Linked DNA regions of Mus musculus: regions 1 and 2 are each linked to region 3. A link is a contact called in public Micro-C and promoter capture Hi-C data. All regions are on one chromosome and are shown on one strand. The core of a region is the stretch at or near the end of the contact, and the rest is flanking DNA. Distances in the headings are between cores, read along the strand shown. Region 1 holds the start of Ppp2r2c (protein phosphatase 2, regulatory subunit B, gamma). Region 2 holds the start of Mrfap1 (Morf4 family associated protein 1). Region 3 holds the start of Crmp1 (collapsin response mediator protein 1).

Region 1 (3,790 bases), core at 1,256-3,755, 370 kb before region 3:
ATGGAGGTTACTCTTAAATGTGGAGATGGAGGCTCAGATGGACCTTGGCAGGCACATCTCTAGCTTAGTGTCAGCTGTCTCTTCATCATCATGACCCATTGAAGCAAGGTCTGCCCTGCTATGGGGACATGTTTGCCCAGTAGGGGCACAGTGGCATTCATGGTGAAATGCAGGAAGGCAGAAGTCTGTGGAGAGAGTATGCGGGGCTCATGCTTCTTCCAGGGGCAGCGATGGACATGCACAGGAGTAAAAGAGAGGCAATGGGTTCCGTGCTGAGGGCTACAGGTGTTCGGTCAGACTGAGAGTCAGGGAGTGTTGTAGTGGACCATCCTTCAAGCTAAGCTCGCCCACCATCAGGAGGCCAGCTTGGCCTGCTCGCTCTCAAAGCATCATCCCTCCAGGGCTGCTTGACTGATGACTTTCCTCCTGGAATGAAGGGTGGGAGAGTTCTAGGACCCTCCCCCGTGTATCCAACTGCCACTCCCAATTGGCTATATTCAATTCTACTCCAGTTTTGTATGGCTTAAAGGGAAGGGGGCTTCTCAGGGAAAGGCTAGAGTATATAGGTAAGGTAGGACTAAGGAATGGGTCTCCACCATCTCTGCTGGGTGCAGACCTTCCAGTGTGGTTGCTTTAAGGTCATCCATACCCCTCACTCGTTGCTCGACGAGCAAGCCTAATACATGCAATGGTTCTCGGGTGAACGTTGGTGGACTCCAGCTTTTTGTCATTGGGTCCTTGTGGGGTAGGATGGGAATGTTGCCTAATCCCCCCAGGGCAAAAATTCTCCCAGCACTGAGCCAGTGCTGGTGAGCCCTGAGGAAAATAGGATATTGCAGGTGCAGAAGGGCTGATGACAGCTTGCAATCCATGGGATCTGGGATCCTCAGCACAGCTCAGAGCCACGACTGCGGCATTCGGTCACGGCAGGCTGTCTTCTGTGTGGTCCAGGGCATTCAGGCAAGTAAAGGTAGCCAGACAGACAAGAGCATGGATGTGGGTATCCCTTCAAGACCAGGGATGGGACACAGGGAGGGTGCTGCTCATCAGATAGTAAGAGGAGGAGAGGCTGCAGAGGGGCATGCTGGGTAAGGATGTGAGGTGGGTAAGCAGAGCAGGTGTTAGGAAGGGAGAACGTGCCAGGGCAGGGGGAGACCATGTAGTTGCCATTCACCTTCCCTTGGGGAGTGAGCTTGTTTGGGTGTTTTGTCCCTGAATCTAAACCCAGGTAGGGAAGTAGGTAATGGTGGCCTGCTCCGTGATAGAGAAGTCCAGGCTGGGGCAAGCTCCAGATCTCAGGGGGTTTAGCCTTCCTCTGCTCCCTCCCCAGACTCCCTGCAGGACTCTGGGGTTACTTGCTACTCCTTGCAGTCCTCAGTAGGCCTTTCTGTGGAATCAGCCCTAGCTCTGGAAGCCCTCATTCTCCAGCAGGAAACCAGAGTCCCTTTAACCCACCCTCTCCCTTCCAACATCCTCTGGACTGTACTGGGGAGGTGCCTGGGGCCCCCAAGGCTAGCTCTGAAGTGGGAGCAGCCTCGGTACCCCCTCTCCCCAAGCTGTGCCTAACGCCTTGAATTCTGGGCTACTCTCCCTGCTTACCTCATTGCCTAGCCTCTCCCAAAGGAGGCTGAAGCTGCACTCCTGTCGCTGCAGAACGTTCTGAGAACCCAGGAAGGTGGAGGATCAACACTCCCAAGGCCCATGCTCCAAACTCCTCAAGGTAGGAGTCAGTAGAAGGGGGTGGCTGCTTGGTTAAAGAGGTGAGCACACCCCGCTCCCGCTGCAGCTGCCCCGCCTCCCTCTGCCTGGCTCATGTGGGATGCTGGAAGTACCTGGATGAGTATGGGAGGAAGGGAGGAAAAGGGGGAGGAACAGAAGAAGGAAGCAAGGAGATATGTACTGAAAAGGAAGAAAAGGGAGGGGGAGCAAGGAAGTACTGAAAGGTGAGGGAGGGAAGGAAGAGGAAAAGGGAGAGGAAGAAAGGAGAACTAGAAGGGAGGAAGATGAGAGGCAGGGAGGAAGCCCTTCCTTGGCAGAGAGGCTCTAAGGAGCAAACACAGCCAAACAGCCTCTGTGCTCCCATACAGGTGCCTGAATAGAAACGTGGACAGGACAGAGGGTAACTCACCCCCAGACGAATTATCCAGCTCTGCCTTATGGGGTGCTGACCTTCTGTCCCCAAAGGCGTTCTGGGTGGGGCGCCCTCCCTCTGCCCCCGCAATTGTCAGAAAAACCCCGTCTTTTCCTTAATAAAGGGCCGCGATATCCTCGCGCTCCCGACACCCCTAAGTCTCTCCTCCAACCGCCTTGTCCCTTATTGCAACACCTGGCCACCAAGGTGGCCTCAACTCTAGATAGGTGTCCCTGGTTCCGGAGGTGACCGCTGTGGCGGGGCTCGGCTCATCAGCTCCACCTGCGCGGTGGCTGCACGGCCGGGGGCGGAGAGGCGTGCAGCGGAGGGAGGGGCCTGCGACACGGCCCCGCCACGGCGCAGCCCGGCTCAGCGCCGCGCGCGTCCCCTCGCCGCCGCCACCGCCAGGCGCCCGGACGCAGCGCGAACGGAGCGGCCGGGATGCGCGCCCGAGCCCCGGCCCGCCCCACGCTGCGGCCGCCGCCTGCCCGCCTTACGCTCGCCTGAGCGCGGCGCCCGCCCGCCCATCCCCGACCACCCGACCGCGATGCCCGCCCTCCCGGGCCCCGGCGGCCCGAGACCCTGCTAGGCTGCGGCGGCATGGCCCGCGCGCCCGGCGCGACCTCTGTGGATTGCATCGGTGTGCGGCGGCGGGGCATGCCCAGGGCACCGGGCGCGGCCTTCAATGGGCGAGGACACGGACACGCGGAAAATTAACCACAGCTTCCTGCGGGACCACAGCTATGTGACAGAAGGTAACGTACGTGTTGTCTGAGACCCCCTCCGGCCGGCCGCGGCGTGGGGATGCCGTCGCACCGAATGCCCTCCGAAGGTTTGGACCGCGCGCTGTGTGTCGTGTCCCCCCCCACCCCCACCCCGACCCCGGGCCGGGAGGGAGGGAACCCGGGGGCTTCGGCCGCTGCCCAGCGCCCTCCTCCGTGCTGCCCTCGGGACCGCATCTGTCCTTCCCCCGCCGGGTGGCATTGGATCGGGCCCTGACTATCATTTACAAAGCCCAAGGCTGCAGCAGATCTGGCGTGGAAATCTCCAGGACCTGGAAAGGCTTAAAAATCCTTCATTTGCCCTTTCAGCGGGGCCAAAGCTCGCAGAAATTTCTAGATTGCCCACTCCCTGGAGAGGGACCCAGGAGGGAAAAATTCCATTGCCAGATCCTCTAGGGTTCAGCTGCCCTGGCACCTCCCTGGCCTCCTGAGGCAGTTCCCCTGCGTGGGAGGGGGAAGGAGGCTCGTAGGAGCTACTGTTTTATTCCTAGGTAGTGCTACTCAGACAGGAGCTGGGCCAGACCTTCATGGTTTTCCGGAAAAGTGGGGCATCCTACCTCAAACAGGTTCTGCGTTTAAAACCCCCTAAGTTGGCCCTGTGCGTCAGCCCCCACCAAAGGCTGGTGGGATTCAGAGGATCAGTGTCCTTTGCTAATGTGACGGTAACTTCCGGAGTCCCCAGGCCCTGACTGGCCACAGGAACGGTGGGGACAGCTCCAGAGCTCAGCCAGGGGCCGCAGAAGTGAATAGGCTGCAGTGAGGGAGTACCAGACCTAGCCACAGTAGCCCGCCTGCACACGGGTGCTGGTGAGCTTCCCGGGCAGCGTAGGCGCCTCTTTCCCGGGGCTGTGGGCCTAGTTGGGAGGGTGTCCATGGT
Region 2 (3,897 bases), core at 105-2,604, 450 kb before region 3:
GCCCATCCACTGTCCCGGATGAAGTCTGGTCTCTTCTGCCATTGCTGCATGGAGTCTTCGAGAATTAACACAGCTCCTTCAGAACTTTCAGAGGCGGTGAGCTTCAACTCTGAGTCTCAAGTGTCACAGAGATTCAAAGTTCAGGGAGCTATCAGGTCACCCAAGAAAGAGCAAAGCACCTCAAAATTTAGGAACAACAACCAAAGGCCAGGAATGAACGTTATTCAACTGCCACAGGGCTTACAATCTAGGCCCTAATTCCCGTATGTGAGCGCATTTTCCAAATCAAAGTTATTTCCCCCAAACAAACAAAAAAAAGGAACCACCGAATAATCAAAAACTCATATCGAGGTCGTCAACCGCAGACCATAGCAGAAACGTAGTGTCAGTGAGAAACAGAGGGAAGACAGAGGGGAAAAGAAAAAAAAATAAGAAGGAGATAAAAAAAAAAAAAAAGGAAAACAAAAGGCTCTCTGGTTTCAGCTTCTCCAGGGTGTCATGTCAGCCAATCGCCATCACTCAACCAGAATCCATTGGCTGGAAACCTAAGGCACGGGCGGGAGAGATTCATCACCGAGAGGTTAATCACGCTGTCCGGACAGCAAAGCAAATACCCGGCCCCCTTCTGGACGCTGTCTCACTTAGGGCCCCATGCTCTCCAGCACCATCTGGAAACTTCCACGGTCTCCCCGCCGACGATTTGCTATTACTCCTTCCCCAGGGGGGGCCTAGTTTACTCCCGAGGCGACAAGCCAGCCTCCTCCCCCACCGTCGCCCACGCCCCGCCAGGCTCCCGCCCTTACCGCGGCCGGCTCCTCACGAAGACTCGCTCTTCTCTATCCGCCGCACGAGCTGCACCAGCATCTCGGCCATCTTCGCCATCTCCTGCGCCTTCTCGTCGGCCTTCTCCGCCCGGGGGCCGCGGGGCTCGGCGCCGCCGGCACCCTGCAGGTGGTTGAGGGCGCTCTCCTCGGAGGCCTCGACCTGCGTCTTGATCTGGATCAGCATATTGTCCATCTCCCACAGCTTGCCCCGGTTGCGCGCCGGCGCGCGCCCGCGCTCGCGCGTCAGCGACGCGATGTCCTCGCGCATCTCGTGGATGACGGGCAGCAGAAACTGCTCGAAGTCCTCCTCGGGCTCCAGCACCTCCACCTCCTCGGGCTCCGCCAGCTCCACCGCGTCCAGGGGCCGCATCGCCGCTGCTCTGCTCGTCTGCACGACCCTCACGGACGGAGCTCGGGCCGAGTCCTCAAAACTTCCGCCGCCGGTCCAACTTTCCGCCTCGGAGAAGCCACGGAGACGAGTGACTGCCGAGCGGGCGAGCGACGAACAAAATGGAGTCTCAACCGTCAACCAGCGCTCGGCGCTTTGCGACCCCTTTCACGACACCTCCGCGCCCCCTCTTTACGGCCGCGCTGAAAGGGGCGGGCGCGCTCGCGTCCACGAAGGGGCGGGGCGAGCGCCTCTGCGGCCGCGCGCTGACATTAGGTCGGCCTCCCTTTCGCAGCTTTTGCAGCTGCTCTGGGTGATGCGAAGTTCGTCCCTTCCTGTATCTTATTCCGATTTTATTTATTTACTTTTTGAAACAGGACCTCACGCTGTAGCCAAGGCTGGCCTGGAACTCAATTATTTGGCTTAAACTGATCTTGAACTCTAGGCAGTCCTCTTGCCGTAGCTTCCCGTGTCGCAGGTGTGAGCCACCGCACCCGACAAGTTTACTTTTAAAAAAGAAAAAGAGCCCGCCTTTAATTCCAGCACCTGGGAGGTAGAGGCGGCAGGCAGACCGATCCTTGAGTTTGAGGTCATCCTGGTGTACATAGTGAGTTCAGTACATAGACCCTGTTTCAAAACAAATCAAAACCACCAAACAAACAACAACAACAACAACAAAAACAGTTTTTCGAAACTGGGGAAAGAGGAATCTTGGAAAGCCATGTGTGGACAGTCATCCTGCTCATAGCTCCGCCCCTTTGGTTAGTTTAAGTGAATTATCATATCTTGATTGACGGAGTGGCTGGGTGTGTTTTTACCTGACAGAGCTCCTGGCTTCCTAAGGTGAAACTATTGTCTGATGCTTTCTGAGGCCCCAGGTCACATTCAGTTGGTGATCACTTGCTGTGGAAAGGACAGAAGTTGGCTCAGACGACTACATTTGCGTAACTGTTACTCAACCAACACTGAACTTTAAGGGGAGATGCCGAATTCTTAGTCTACGATCAGACAGTACTTTCTCAGGAATCTAAACTATGTATCTCACTGGTTTTCTAACCACAAGTCGTGAAACCATTTTGCAAAAACCAACCATAGGCATATATAAAGTGCATATCTTTAATTGGACTCTACACTCAGTGGCTTTTGTTTAAAAATAATCCAGGGTAAGAACATGAATAAGCAAATGGTTCAGAGGACAATGGGATACTGTTGCACACTGCATCAGGATACTTAGACTGCAGAACCCTGACATGGGGAAAGGCTGGTATACATTGATCCCAGGAAATTCTCTTCTTTCTCTCCCTCTCGCTACTACTCTCCCTTCCCCTCCCTCACCCTCTCACTCTGCCCCTCCCTCCCGTCTTAATTGGTGGGAATGTGATCTCTATGGCTAAGACAGCTTCTACTGTACAACCCAGCAAATTAGTTGAACCCATGAATCCACCCAAAACCCTGCACATGGATTGTACCCATTAGTGATTCCCTCTGAGTTACCAATAATGTATCAGTGTCACATTAAGGAAAGAAACAGAAGCAATTCTTCTTGGAGTTGTTTAACTAAGAGTGAGTCCAGATCCGAACTGTGTGTTTCAGGCTCCCTGTGTTGTCTGTCCTCTGTCTGTCTGTTGTGTGACTCTGAATCTGTGCCTGCCTAAAGGCTCTCTTGGGAATCTGTTTATCTCTGACTCTGTCTGTCCTTCTGTGAGGGGTGTGTCTGTCCTTAACAAAGGGCTTTGCTTCATCTTTACTGAGTGACTTTGAAAGCATCAGCATCGAATGGGGAAGGAATGGGGCACTTTGTAGAAATCTTTAACAAAGGATTAAGTCACTGATGCCAACTAATCCCGACTGACCCAGATCACAAACTTATCATTATTTTTCAACAGATAATCATCGGTTGCTTTCAAACTTTATAGTAGATTTTAGGAAGTTGCTTCCAATTTTTGTATTTGCTGTTTTGTCTGGGTCAGCGGCATGGAAGAGTACATAATGTAATAGCTAAGTATTAGCTTAGGTTGTAAAAGTGGATTACATGGGAAATTCAAGGCAAGTAAGGCTGGTTGTTACATTGTTCCCTTAAAGGGGAGTTATACCAACAGTTTGAGTACACAGTAGGCCAGCAGTCTTAAGTGACCTTGAAAGATTCTCGAATTCCCGGCCCATGTACCAAATGAAAGACCCTCGAGGGAAGACCCTCACTCAGACACTCAAGTCCCGGGACAGCCGCGTACCCAAGAAGACACTGAGACCATACATAAAATGTAGAAGGCAAGATTTAATAAAGCAGCGACATGAAAGCACACAGACCAGAGCTCTGGGGTCGAAATAAAGCAGCAACATGAAAGCACACAGAGCTCTGGGGTCGAAACTCATACACCTTTGCACAGGGTAGAGGAGTCTCGACGGTCAGCCAGAATTTTTCACAGGCTTATATAGTAAAACTCAAAGGGGGAGAACTGGGCAGGGAAAGTACAAGTTTACATCACTAGGGAGTTCTGCCAAAGGAATCTACGTAACTAAGGAGTCATGTCCTATCAAGGAATCTACGTAACTAAGGAGTCATGTCCTATCATTTGGCAATGTACCCGGTTCATTTTGAGGTTGTTTCAGGAGGCCTTTATCTCAAAAATGTTCTTGGTCGAACTTTAGGGTGAGGAGTTTTGGGGTGAAAAGTTTAGGAGTGTT
Region 3 (4,074 bases), core at 911-3,410:
CTTTGTTGTTGTTGATACAGGGTCTCACTGTGTAACTCTGATTGGCCTGAAGCTCATTATGCAGACCAGGATGGCCTCAAACTCACAGACATATGCTTGTCTCCTGAGTGCTAGGAATAAAGGTGTACATGACTACACCCAGCTACCTATGCTATATGGATATAATCACCATTAATCCTTGTGAGGCTCTGGAATAAACCCACTGTGGACCTCAGCATCAGCTTTTCTAGCACAGGACATGTTGTGGATTGTATTTCAGAGTTTTCAATTAAAGATTGAGGACGGTTGCAGTGTAGTTCTTCTTATTTCAAGAGGAATGCCTGGGTGAACTGAATCTTCATGGGATGTAGGAACAAGCGGATAGAAGAGCCAGGGTATGGGTGAGGTGGGTGGAAGACCATGCACTTAATTAGAATAGACACTGAGGACAAGGACTTTGTACTTTCCTGTGTGCTCAGCATTAGCCCCTGTGTGCAAGTATAGATAAAGGGGGGAGGGAAGGAACTTTCCAACTGACCACTGACACTGGATAATCATGAGGTCTCAGGTAGACAGGAGCAGCCACATGAAATGGAATGGAGAGGTAGCTGTTTGCTTCTCCTGCTTCCTCAACCCAACAGCAGAAGCGTCCTGCTTGCAGCGCAGACTGGCTAAATCACAGAGGGAGCGTGAGGTGTCAGCTGATGTCGCAGATCCTCCTATGTGGCAGAGTCCTCTGGTTAAGGTCTCAACAGTCACGTTTACTGTCTGTCTGGAGTTCTCCAAGGTTGGCTACAGACTTCTCTGACCTTTGGTGGGGTGCTGAAAGGACAGCTCCTAGCCCGGGGAAGCTAACTGAAGGGACAGATGCTGAATCGGCTTCCTACTGTTCCCCAGCAATCCTGATTGCCAGTTTGGACTTGTCTGCCTAGGGGGCTGGCAGCTTGTGAGCCTTCCATCCAGAGAGCACAGCTGAGATTCCTGGGTCCCCAGGGAATCTCATAACCCCTATGCTAGAAAGTCATAAATAAATGAGGGGATCCCAAGTCTCCATACTTCTTCCTGGTTAAAGAAGCCCCTCAAGTCTAGACATTAAGCTCCAGGCATAGTTGGAGTGGGCTGTATTCAGGATGTGGGAGCTGCCCATAGATGGAGGCTATCGTCTGGGTCATTGCCTACTGCCTGTGTGTCTATCCCTGCATATTTGTTTCCTAAGTGTTCTGTTCAAGAGTTCTTCCTTCCCTCGTGTCTGGTAGGGATGTGCACGAATTCCCTATCAGCAGTCTACAGGCCTGTGTGTGAAGGAGCCTTTGTGAGGTTGCTTTTGGTAGTGGTGTGGAAATTCTTTACCCTGAGATGTTGTTGGGCTGTGTATCCAGCACGAGTGTGAGTCATTGGTTCAGTGACAAGTGTCTGGGAGTGTAATGCTAACATGACCTCCTTGCTATGGGATAGGAACCTCTGTTCCTGAGTGCTGCAGGCTGCATTCTCTATCATACCTTTTAGAAGCTGGCCCTTGACACCAGGGATTTCATTCTACTCTTAGTCCTGTGCCCAGCACCTACACTAGTGCCAGATCCTATCAGGCAATCAGTGTAGTAGTGTCGAGTGAGCCAATGGGGAGTTGGATGTGTATGCCTCTGACTGTGCATCTAAGATCATTTAATTTTTGTATGATTTTTGGTGGTGCGTGGGGTTGCCTGACAGGGAATCTCTGGTGTGCGCGCGCGAGCGTGTGTGAGCGTGTGCGTGTGTATCTATGGTGTGCTAGCTGTCTGGAGGGAGCGCGGAGGTACCTGATTTGGGTGTATGTACCATGTACAGACATGCTGATGTCTGTGCAACTCTTGTTTGTGAGGTGAAGCTTAACCGTGTGTACGTGCGTGTGTGTATGTGTGTTGTGCACCCGCGCACCGCCCCCACCCCGTCTCTGCCCGCGCCCTGCGCTCCTTCTAGAGGCGGAGAGCCGGGTGCGTGGAGGGCACTGCGGCTCGGCCGCCCGCCCTCCGCGCTGCGGCTACTGCACGTCACCATCCTCCCCGCCCCGGCCGCTGTCCCCGCCTCCACGGTCCTTTGTAGCTGGCAGTGGCGCTGGTCTTGGTCACCGTAGGCTCCGCCCCGCCCCGGCCACGCCCCTCGCGGGCCACGCCCCGGCCCTTCCTCCCTCCCTCTTTGCCCGACCGCAGTCGCGCTTGGGCCGCCGCGGGCCCGCACCGAGGCGCTCAGCGCGGAGCCAGCGGTGGCGAGAGCTGACCGCCGGAGACGGGGATGGCGGAGCGGCGGCGCGCGTGGAACACGGAGGACGACCTGCCGGTGTACCTGGCGCGGCCAGGCAGCGCGGCGCAGACCCCGCGCCAGAAGTACGGCGGCATGTTCGCCGCCGTGGAGGGCGCCTACGAGAACAAGACCATCGACTTCGACGCCTACAGCGTGGGCCGCCGCGGCTCCGCGCGCACACCACGCAGCGCTGGCCGGCCCGACGCCGTGGGCCTGCCGTGCCCCGGCGGCAGCGAAGACACGGCCAGTGATGTGAGCGAGCCCTCGGGCTCTGCTGTCAGTTCGCCAGGCGATCGCGATGACAGACCGCCAGCGTTGCGCATCCGATGTCCTGCGCCCCGCGACCTGCCACTCGGCCGGGACAATGGCCAGGTACCCTCGGGGCACGTGGGCCGGACGTGGGGGGCGGGGCCCTTGGAGACCCAGGGCTTGGGTGGCGCGAGGGCGAGTGTGGGGGCCCCGCTGCCACCAGGTTCTGGGGGACTGCTACGGCCCCTCCCCCACATCATCCTACAAGAGGTTCAGAGAGGTTGTAGGATAGGCCAGGGTTGGCCAGCATAGCCTCAGAAAGCCAAGCCAGGTTCTGAGAGGGGAAGTAAGTTGCTGCAGCTGCCGCTAAGGGACCTGTAAGGTGAATTTAAGCCTCGTTCACCTTCTGGGGTTCTGTGAAAAGGTGAGCATTCTCTGTCTTCTTCCATCTATCTATCCGCTCACCCAGTGATCGTGGACGCTTAGGCTGCACTTGGCTCTGGGAGAGGTTCACGGAATGACTCTGTTCATACAGCTGCTCCCGCCCCTCCCTGGGGGGACGATGTGGTTAAGGGTTCAGATGCTGGGCAGTAAGAAATCATCCAGGACACTCCTGGATGTGTAAATTGGAGGCGAACCCGGGATTTGAACCCAGGCGTATGGACTCCCCGACTTCCGAAAGTGAGGAGGGACCTCAGGAAAAGACATGACCAGGGCTTGGGCTTTAGAGATTTTCTTCCCTAAGTTGGAATTTACCAGGGAATACGGATGGTCAGACAGAAGAGTCCTGGACAGGGTGGGTGAGGTCAGAGCCACGTGTCTGGGAAACAGAAGTTGGAGCAGCTCTGGGAAGCTGTCCCTTGAGCTCTGGGCTGGGCTGGCTCGGCAGCCTGGCCCCACCCTCCAGAAGTTCCCTGGCTGGGGAGAGAGAGCTGTGGACTCATTTCAAGAATTAAGTTCAATCAGGTCGAGAGTGATCAATAAATGCTTGCTATGGAGTTTTATCATCATTCTCGGTTTAATTAATTAATTCGCCCTTTCCGTTAACACTATGAGAAAGTGAACCCAGAGGAAGAGTTTGAACAGGACTGTAATCTGGACAGGCGTTTTGAAGAAAATGGGCTGGTCTGAGGGCGGTGTTCTTGCTTCGGCTCTGTCGCCTGCTCTGGAACTCTCCATGGTCCTGAATCTGCTGCCTGGGAGCTGGAGGCGGGGGTGAGGACCAGGGAACTAGCCAGAGTCCAGTTCCCCATCCCTTTATCTCCTCCTTGGTAGTCCGACCTCGCGTGGGAAACAGGCTCTCTAGCTCCACCAAAGGCTTCAGGTCTCAGAAACCCAGCCACGCCACCTGGAACCTGTCGAGATGTTTCACCTTCTTTAAGATGTCTTCATCTGAGACCCGGGAGTGGCAGTCTGTTCTCTGCTTCCCTCAAAGGGAATACCACGGAGGCGAGTGCTCTTTGTGACTGGCCTGGAGCTGTCCTTCTGGCTTCATGGCGCTGGTCAGGGTCATTCACACAAGCTTTGTCTCCCGCTTCGCCATGGCCGACCGGGTAGATGTTCCTTAGC

The links. Promoter capture Hi-C pulls out the DNA fragments that hold promoters and counts their contacts. Hi-C and Micro-C count contacts between places; a contact is called where the count stands out from the background.
Region 1: a Micro-C map of embryonic stem cells shows a contact between it and region 3, with 2.3 times the contacts expected there. The contact joins the promoter of Ppp2r2c here to the promoter of Crmp1 in region 3. A contact is called at or near these places in 8 of 39 promoter capture datasets (the 3T3-L1 cell line, the C10 cell line, embryonic stem cells and 3 more), 5 of 484 Hi-C or Micro-C datasets (all in embryonic stem cells) and 1 of 115 datasets of contacts at active chromatin or transcription factors (embryonic stem cells).
Region 2: a contact with region 3 is called in a promoter capture Hi-C map of embryonic stem cells, with 2.4 times the contacts expected there. The contact joins the promoter of Mrfap1 here to the promoter of Crmp1 in region 3. A contact is called at or near these places in 3 of 39 promoter capture datasets (embryonic stem cells, neural stem cells and stem cell-derived epiblast-like cells) and 1 of 484 Hi-C or Micro-C datasets (embryonic stem cells).

What each region holds. Positions count from the first base shown.
Region 1 is chr5:36,866,005-36,869,794 of GRCm38.p6, forward strand. Ppp2r2c (protein phosphatase 2, regulatory subunit B, gamma) reads left to right here and starts at 2,506. Exons shown (of 9, transcript NM_172994.3): 1 at 2,506-2,886. The coding sequence starts at 2,817. Gm52812 (a long non-coding RNA gene) reads right to left here and starts at 1,849. Exons shown (of 2, transcript XR_003955898.1): 1 at 1,600-1,849; 2 at 1-426.
Region 2 is chr5:36,795,400-36,799,296 of GRCm38.p6, forward strand. It overlaps Mrfap1 (Morf4 family associated protein 1), which reads right to left and starts at 1,355. Exons shown (of 2, transcript NM_026242.3): 1 at 804-1,355; 2 at 1-545. The coding sequence starts at 1,194. The coding sequence ends at 817.
Region 3 is chr5:37,239,898-37,243,971 of GRCm38.p6, forward strand. It overlaps Crmp1 (collapsin response mediator protein 1), which reads left to right and starts at 2,161. Exons shown (of 14, transcript NM_001136058.2): 1 at 2,161-2,628. The coding sequence starts at 2,248.